Regions from separate parts of the Mus musculus genome. Here region 2 is linked to region 1. Evidence: chromatin contacts called from public promoter capture Hi-C data. All regions are on one chromosome and are shown on one strand. Each heading gives the region's core, a stretch centred on a gene start, on an enhancer-like site or on the middle of the called end of the contact. The rest is flanking DNA. Distances are from core to core; before and after follow the strand shown.

What was found. Promoter capture Hi-C pulls out the DNA fragments that hold promoters and counts their contacts.
Region 2: a contact with region 1 is called in a promoter capture Hi-C map of embryonic stem cells, with 3 times the contacts expected there. The contact joins the promoter of Lyg1 here to the promoter of Mitd1 in region 1. A contact is called at or near these places in 14 of 39 promoter capture datasets (the 3T3-L1 cell line, 3T3-L1-derived adipocytes, the HPC-7 cell line and 8 more), 14 of 484 Hi-C or Micro-C datasets (the G1E-ER4 cell line, the HL-1 cell line, the HPC-7 cell line and 3 more), 8 of 115 datasets of contacts at active chromatin or transcription factors (the SCID.adh cell line, astrocytes, embryonic forebrain and 3 more) and 3 of 9 other capture datasets (adipose tissue, liver and pancreatic islet).

Annotation. Positions count from the first base shown.
Region 1 is chr1:37,887,762-37,891,883 of GRCm38.p6, reverse strand. Mitd1 (MIT, microtubule interacting and transport, domain containing 1) reads left to right here and starts at 1,473. Exons shown (of 7, transcript NM_026913.3): 1 at 1,473-1,724. The coding sequence starts at 1,574. Mrpl30 (mitochondrial ribosomal protein L30) reads right to left here and starts at 1,407. Exons shown (of 6, transcript NM_027098.3): 1 at 1,300-1,407.
Region 2 is chr1:37,955,897-37,960,039 of GRCm38.p6, reverse strand. Lyg1 (lysozyme G-like 1) reads left to right here and starts at 2,281. Exons shown (of 6, transcript NM_027111.3): 1 at 2,281-2,305.

The DNA of each region.
Region 1 (4,122 bases), core at 224-2,723:
TTTGGTTTGGATCTGCTCAAGTCATAGATGTGTCTCTCAAAGCAGCTTCGGCACTCAAGATTCTCTGCTGAAGTTTAATTTCAGATATAAGCAGGCAGCACCATCAAAACTGCTTTTTGTTGTTGTTGTTTTTCCTTTTGGTGAGGGAAGGTACTGGGGATTGAACCCATAGCCTTGCATACAGAATATAAGTGCTCTGAGCTGCAACTCATTTCAATACAGTAGGCATTATTCTTATGTGCGTAGCTTTTGGACCTTGAAGCAATTATACTGCCATCTACTGTACAACAACTTTCCTCTGTACTGTTGCAAATACCAGAAAAATGGGGCTGGAGACATGGCTCAGCAGTTATGAGCACTGGCTGCTCTTCCAGAGGTCCCACATTTAATTCCCGGTGACCACCTGGAAGCTTACAAATGTTTTTTTAACTCTATCTAGTTCCAGGGGATCTGACTATCTTCTGGCCTCCATGGGCACTACACGCACATGGTGTAGATATGACAGGCAAAACACCCATACACATAAAAATAAACTGAAAAATACCATTTATCACATGGGATATATAACCTATTTCTATTTTCTAATATGTTAATATATGAGTATACACAGAAAAACAAAAGGCTGCCAAAACCATTTTTCCTCTCCCTCACCCCGAAAGGTTTGCTGGAGTTTTGTTGTTGTTTTGCTTTTTTACAATGGTTATGCACGTAAACAGCTCTTTACCCCTAAACTACAACACCAGCTCGTAAGTGGTTCTTTAATTAATTTCTCTTTCTAAAGGGTCAAGGTATATATCTATAACGAGGAGTGAACATTCCTGAAAATACAGAACACTGAATTTCCCGTGCAATCAACCGCGTTCTCTGAAATCAACAAATGTCTCTCTTCTTCGAATTCCCAGGACGTAAAGGTAGTAGGCAGCCGTCATAACGGCCTCTCAGCCACCAAAAGCAGCTGCTTTAACAAGTGACAATCACAGGGGCCTGCAAAATCACTGTCTTTAATAAACAGCAACTCCAAAAACTCAGCACTCTAAAATCGCAACATCTTAAAATTAAGCAAGTTTTGCCTTCTTAAAAAAAAATAATAAATTTCACTGACGCTTGGATGGCTCGGACCTAGATCTACACGAGTGAGACTCTCAGAGACACGCGCGTCGCAGCACGACTCGAATAAAGTGACAACCTGGCTGCTTTCAGAAGATCAAGAAATAGGTCTGCGGGACCTCCAACTCGAAACAGAAAGAAAGTCATTTCGTAACTGCAGAGAGAGCCTCTAGCTCCCACGACCGCACTCACCGGCGACCGCTGTGTCCACTCCGAACGTCCCCGCAGCCGGAAGGAGAGGAACAGAGGCAGGTGGACCCAGTGCAACATTCAAACCACGCCGTTGCCGTCACAGACCGTACGGTTCTTTGGTTCCGGGAAAGGTTTTTTTTTTTTTTTGTCCCGGCCCATTCACAACGCGCCATAGAAGACAGCGCAGGCGCAGCGGCGTCACGCGTGCGCTTCCTGGAAGCGCAGTGGGTCAGCTCTTGGAATTTGCTGGCGGTGCCCAGGAGTTGTCACAGTGATGGCTAAGTCCAGCCTGGGACAGGATTCCGATAGCACTGCGGCGGTGGCGGTACTAAAGCGGGCAGTAGAGCTGGATGCAGAGTCCCGGTACCAGCAGGCTCTGGTGTGTTACCAGGAGGGGATTGACATGCTCTTGCAGGTTCTGAAAGGTGAGCGAGTTTCGGTTTCCGCTCTGTCTGGGACTGAGCGGAAACTTAAGAAAACGAAACTTACTAACTACCAGGAAGCATTCAAATTCAGGAGTTATATTCTGATAATCTGCAGGACAACGGAGGTGGTGGCCTTTGCAATAGACCGATGTTATCGCTAAGGACCATAAGAGGCATAACCAAATATAATCTATAAGGCTTGATAGGTCTTGCGTTTGAATCAATTTTATTCTTCGTTGTTGTCAGTTTGTGACATGATTTTTCTCCTTCCTCTGGCTCACCTTCCTGCCCTCACCCCAACTATGATCCATTGAGTTTCACTAGGGTGGAAGTTTGTTTACAGAGCTATGTGCACGTTACCAGCGACTACAGCACTGACTAAATTGTCTCTCCCTCCTCCATCAATGATTATATATTCATTCTCAAGATGGGGGTGCATTCCACGGCCATTTATTCTATGTGCACCAACCAGTTGTCAGTCTCTGCAGTCACTACCCGGTACTGGTGGAAGAGGCTTCTCTGACCATGTGGACTACAGCACTGCTCTATGGGCATAAACATAATGAGGTAGAGGGCAGTTTGGCAGATACATCATGTTGATTTAATAAAACTACAGCAGTAGTAGTACGGCCCCTAGGGCCTAGGACCGCCACAGTCTTGATTTTTAGTTAGGTATAAAGTACCAGATGAGAGTCCCTCTTGTCAAGCAGACTTCACATCCAATCAGAAAGCAGTTGGGTACCACATTTACCACGATTGCGCCAATGGGCTCATCTTTCCCAGATGGTTGGTTTTAACAGAGGGAGTGGCTGAGTAAGACATTTCTCCCCCAGCAGCTTGAGTAGCACCATCCAACACCGTGGTACTATCCAACAAGGAGGACGCTTTCAACCAGCTCCAGTTTGTTCTCGACCTGTGGTCAAGGCATGTGGCATCTTTAGCAATAGGGTCTTATGAATGAGTTTTGATGGACATCCAAAAGCAGGGGCAATCCTGTATTGTTTGGGGGGAACTCACAGCCCACTCTCAGCACTGGGGTGTATCTATCTATCTATCTATCTATCTATTTATTTTTCCTATTTATTTGTTTAGTAAGTTGTGTTTCTGGGAGCAGCTTTATCTATCCACAGAGAATACCTCCACTTAAAAATTTTTTTTTCTCTCTCTCTCTCTCTCTCTCTTTTTTTTTTTTAGCTTGCTGTCCTAGTTAGGGTTTCTGTTGCTGGGATGAAACACCATGACCAAAAGTAAGCTGGGGAGGAAAGGGCTTATTTACTTCCACATTGTAGTACATCATTGAAGGAAGTCAGGACAGGAACTCAAACAGGGAAGAAACCTGGAGGCAGGAGCTGATGCAGAGGCCATGGAGGAGTGCTGCTTGCAGGCTGGCTTGTTCATCATGGCTTGCTCAGCCTGCTCTCTTATAGAACCCAGGACCACCAGCCAGGGGGTGGCTCCATTCACAATGGGCTAGGCCCTTCTCCATCAATCACCAATAAAGAAAATACCCTACAAGCTTGCCAGAGGCCAAACCTATGGAGGCACCCCTCCTCAGAGTTTCTCTGTGTAGCCGTAGCTATCCAAACTCTCTCTGTAGACCAGGCTAACCTTGAACTCATAGATCTGTCTCCTAAGTGCTGAGATTAAAAAGACATGTGTCATAACGCTCAGCTAGGCATTTTCTTAATTGAGGTCCCCTCCTCCTCTCAGATGACTTAGGCTTATGTGAAGTTGACATAAAACTATCCAGCACTTACCAAGTATCAGTACTGTCAGTGTTAGCTAGTGCTCTCCTCCCCAGGCATGGCAGCTAGTTTTATGTCAAGTTGACCCAAGCTAGATTTACCTGAAAGGTGGGAAACTCAATTGAGAAAATGCCCCCGTAAGGTCTATGATTAGCAAAAAAAAAAAAAAAAAAAGGAAGGCCACAGTGTATATCTCTGGAGGTGAGAGAACAATTTGGCAGAGTCACTTCTCATTGTCATTTATGTCTCAGGGATGGAATTCAGGATTTCAGAGTTAGTGGCAAGCACCTTAACCTGGTCTTAGTTAGGGTTTTACTGCTGCAAACAGACACCATGACGAAGGCAGCTCTTATAAAGGACAACATTTAATTGGGGCTGGCTTATAGGTTCAGAGGTTCAGTTTATTATAATCAAGGTGGGAGCAGGGCAGCATCCAGGCAGGCATGGTATTGGAGGATCTGAGAGTTCTACATCTTCATCTGAAGGCTACTAGTGGAAGACTGACTTCCAGACAGCTAGGACTAGGGTATTAAAGCCCACTCCCACAGTGACATACCCACTCCAACAAGGTCACGCCTACCCCAACAAGGGCACACCTCCAAATAGTGCCACTCCCTGGGCCAAGCTTATACAAACCATCACACCTGCCATAC
Region 2 (4,143 bases), core at 1,032-3,531, 67 kb before region 1:
CACTTCTGAGGTAGGGCCTCACTATGCTGCCCAGACTGCCCTTGAACATCTGGGCTCAAGCTATACTCCTGCCTCCCCCTTCCCAGTAGCTGGAACTACAGTACGGGTCACTAAGCCCAGCTACATTTTCTTTGCCATATCGACCTCCACACACTGGGCATCTGGGTTCCTCCCTTTGTCTAGGGACAGATGTTTTTTAGTGTAAATTAGATCTTTGAAAGGAAGGCTATACACAAAAGAACTGGCTAAGAACAGAGCAAACCTGGGGATAGGGACGGGCATCATTTCTGTGGAGCTGTTGCCAGGCAACAAGCTGGCTACTGACCAGAGACACATTTCTAGGACGCCAGCATGCCCTTGGTGTTGATGGTGTGCTGTCTTTGTAGCTGGGGCCAGAGAATTCCTAAATTTCCCCACACTGTAATAAAAATTTTAATTGCTTGTGTGTCCTAGTTACTGCTTCTGAACAAAATAGAGAGAAGGCCCTGGATCCTCTCCGGGATCTGGTTTTCAATGATGTGCCCGATACCCCGCCTTTTTTGGCTCCAATGATGAGGAGGAACCATGCAATCTCATACTCACTTCTCGGATGTAAGAATTCAGAAAAGCCAAATGTTCAAGTCTATATCCTTCAGTGTCCTAGCCTGTGGCCCTGCCATCTGCCCCCAACGGCTTCATCTGTTCATCTGACATAGCCTGGAGTCTATGAGGATGTCCCAGAGCCTACCCCACTGTGGGCAGTGTCATCCCTAGGCTCATAGGCTGTCTAAGAAAGGTTGCTGAGCATGGTTGGGGAACCAAGCCAGTTCCTCTATAGCTTCTGCCCTAGTTCCTGACGCACCTTCAATCTCCTTCCTTCCCAGGTTGCATTGGGTCAGGGTACTTTATCACAGACAGAAAGAAATCCTGGAAAACTAGATGTTCTCTCTACTGCTATGTGGGTTATGGGCCCAGACAACACCTTTATGAGCCTGCTCTCATAAAGCAATTGTTGTCTAAAGAGGGTAGAGTATACCCAGGCATGGTGGCACTCACCTTTAATCCCAGTACTCGGGAAGCAGAGACATGCAGATCTCTAAGTTCGAGGCCAGCCTGGTCTACAAAGCAAATTCCAGGCCAGCTAGGGCTGTTATACAGAAAAACCCTGTTTTGAAAAGCAAAACAACCAACAAGAATATAGAGAACATGGTGCTGATGTGGATATCTGGCATGGCCAAGATGGCTAACACTGGACTTGGGGGCTGTGAGCCAGAAAAAAAAAAAAAAGCAGACACTGGATGTCCAGGGAACCTCGAAGTAAGCAGTAACACAATCTCTTATGTAACTATTCCTGGGAGAACGCCACTTTTGGGTAAATCTGTATAAAAATGGCCTTGAGGTCAGAGACCTTCTCCCTCACCTTCACCAGTCTGCCTGTTTGTGTCTGTCTGTAAGCCTGTGTCTACCATGTATGGCCAGTGTGCTGGACTACATGGCTGTATGTGCCAGGGTGCTTGCTGCTGTCTGCCTGCCCAACAGCCTGGATGCTGGTGGATGAAGTGTGTCTTATCTGCCTATGGTTCCTCTCATGCGCTTCTGCCTCTCCACCTCCTGGGGCTCACCTCGCTTCCTGGTATTGGAGCTTAGACTCAAACTATCTCAGTCGTGGATAGAACAACAGATTCTGAGCTGGGGATGCTGAACTGTAAACTCCTTAACAGGAAGCTCTACTAGTCCCAAGTATGGACTAGGAGTTTATGAAAATCCAGATTCCCTCCCTCCTTCTTCCCTTCTTCCTCCCCTCCCTCTCCCTTCCTCTCTCCCTCCCTCCCTTCTTCTCCCTTCTTCTCCCTTCCTCTCCCTTTCTCCCCTTCCTCCCTCCCTTTCTCCCCTCTCTCCCTCTCATCCTTTCTTTCTTCTTTCAGCCTTTTCTCCTTCTTCTCTGTCTTTTCCTGCCTCAATATCCCTCCTCTCTCTTTCTCCATCCCTCCCTTTCTTGATTCCTTACATGACAATAAATGGGTGTGAATAAAGACAGATGTCGGACCTTTGCATTCCATCAAGAACCTGCAATTATGATTTGTCCTCCAAGGTGTGGTAAAGAGCTAATTGGTTGATGGGTGCAGAATGCCAGGACATTCTTGAATAAATCCCCATATGAGTTCAAAGTATTTATAATTATGATTATTACTATAATTTATGAGATTTAGCTGTAAATCTTATAATAAGATGAGGTCAGCACTTTTAAGAAGAAGCAGCAAGATGAGACCCTATATAAGGTTCCGAGCACTGACCGTCTCTAGGAAGAGGAGCTGACTGAAGACAGGTGAGTGGGAACCAACCCTGGACTTGTACTGAGCTTACTCGGAACGAAAATTTTAGGATATGCTAATTGAATGGTGATTAGCCAACCCTGGGTTTATTTATCTATTTAGATGGAAACTTCCAGGATATGTTAATCAATTGACAATGATTGTGTCTCTGCTTCTGAGTAAATAAGATTGAACCAAATGAAACTTAAGGATCTTGCAAGAAAAGATCACGTTTTAGAAAAGTTAAGATGATAGAATAATTCTTTCTATTCATTTACAATCATTATACAAACTTATTATTTCTCTCAGTGCACATGTAGGGCTTCTTTTGAATATGTGCACATGTAGGGCTTCTTTTGAATATGTGCACATGTGCAAGACCTCAAACAGCAGGACAGAAATATGTGCTCATTTAACACTAACAGCAATACTGGGGCCATGAAGAAAGATGGGGAAAACTATGGGCCATGAATAGGGAGGGACTGAAGTCCCTTGCTTCAGAGTCTGGCTGAGGTCTCTTGCCAGCACAGTCAACAACTGCTTCACTCACTTCCTGAGGGGAAGTGAATATGAAATGTCTTATTTTCTTCCCGAGTGCCTCTTTCCTTATGCTTAAAATATTGCCCTTAAAAATCAGCAACTCTGCTTCATACAGTCTGGTCCTAAAATGCTTCTCTATGCCAAAGCCATGAATCCTGGGTTTGCCTGGGTTGGGGTCCCTGAAAGATTACAGGATTTCCTCGGGCTGCAGGCTGCTGAGGGCAAGCTTGCAGAACCATGTGCCTCCTGTCCTCTTTCTGTTGGCAATAGATCAAAGAGAAGGTCTTTCTTGTTCTTTCAAGGCTGAAGGACTGAAGTGTTGGTACTTTGCCAGATGGCAAGCCCCTGTCCTTTCCCACTTTCAATCTTGAGGATAAAACATTGACCCAGACAAGCTCGTGTGGTGTCTTGGGGGTGGGGTGTGTGTGCATGTCTATAGAAGAGCCTTTCTTTTCTTGGAAGCTGTGAAAGAGCTAACACTAGGGGGTCTAACAGTTTAAGTTTTGGCTATTAGCATTAAAAGTCAGATGTATTTTAAGATTCTATGATGGAGGAAGCCAGGATCTTTTTTATTAGATATTTGTTCAGAAGGAAATATTCCTGGGCTCACACAGGGATGATGGTCTTCCCAGATTTCTTAACTCAGAAAAAATGAGGAAGAGCAAGAACAGAGGTACACAGACAGAAGAAGCCCCCTTCAGACAGTCTCCATGGCAAAGGGAGCGATTATGAATTTGCCAACAATGAGGAAAAAGTCTTTCTCAAACCTTCTATGTTTTCCCTAGTTTGGGTTTCCTCATAACCCAAACTCAACAAGTGCATGAGATCACAGGCCATGGGAAAATGCAGTCTGAGACACAGGTTAAATGATACGTGGGTACATACCTGCCATGCCAGCAGTCACCATGGAGGGTGGAGCAAGGGGATTTTCAGTTCCAGGGCAGCCTGGGTTACAAGGCAAGACCCAGTCTCACAAATTCAAACTGGACAAGGTAGCTCACATCTGCAATTTCTGTACTCTGTAGGCAGAACACTGTAGGAACACTGTAGATTTGAAGCCAGCCTGGGCTATATGGCAAGTACTACGCCAGGCTATAAAACCCTGTCTCAAAACAAATCAAGCAAAGATCTGGAATGTTGCCGTCTTACACTGTGGTCTAAAAAGTAGATTTTATTTCTTTAGGTATGCGACCTCTAGTTGCAGAACCATTTTATATGTATGACTGTCATCGATATTGCCATTTTTTATTTAAGCTCCATTGGCACAACGCCTTCTGCAAGGCAGTGGGCAGGGTCTTTATCATATGTAAGA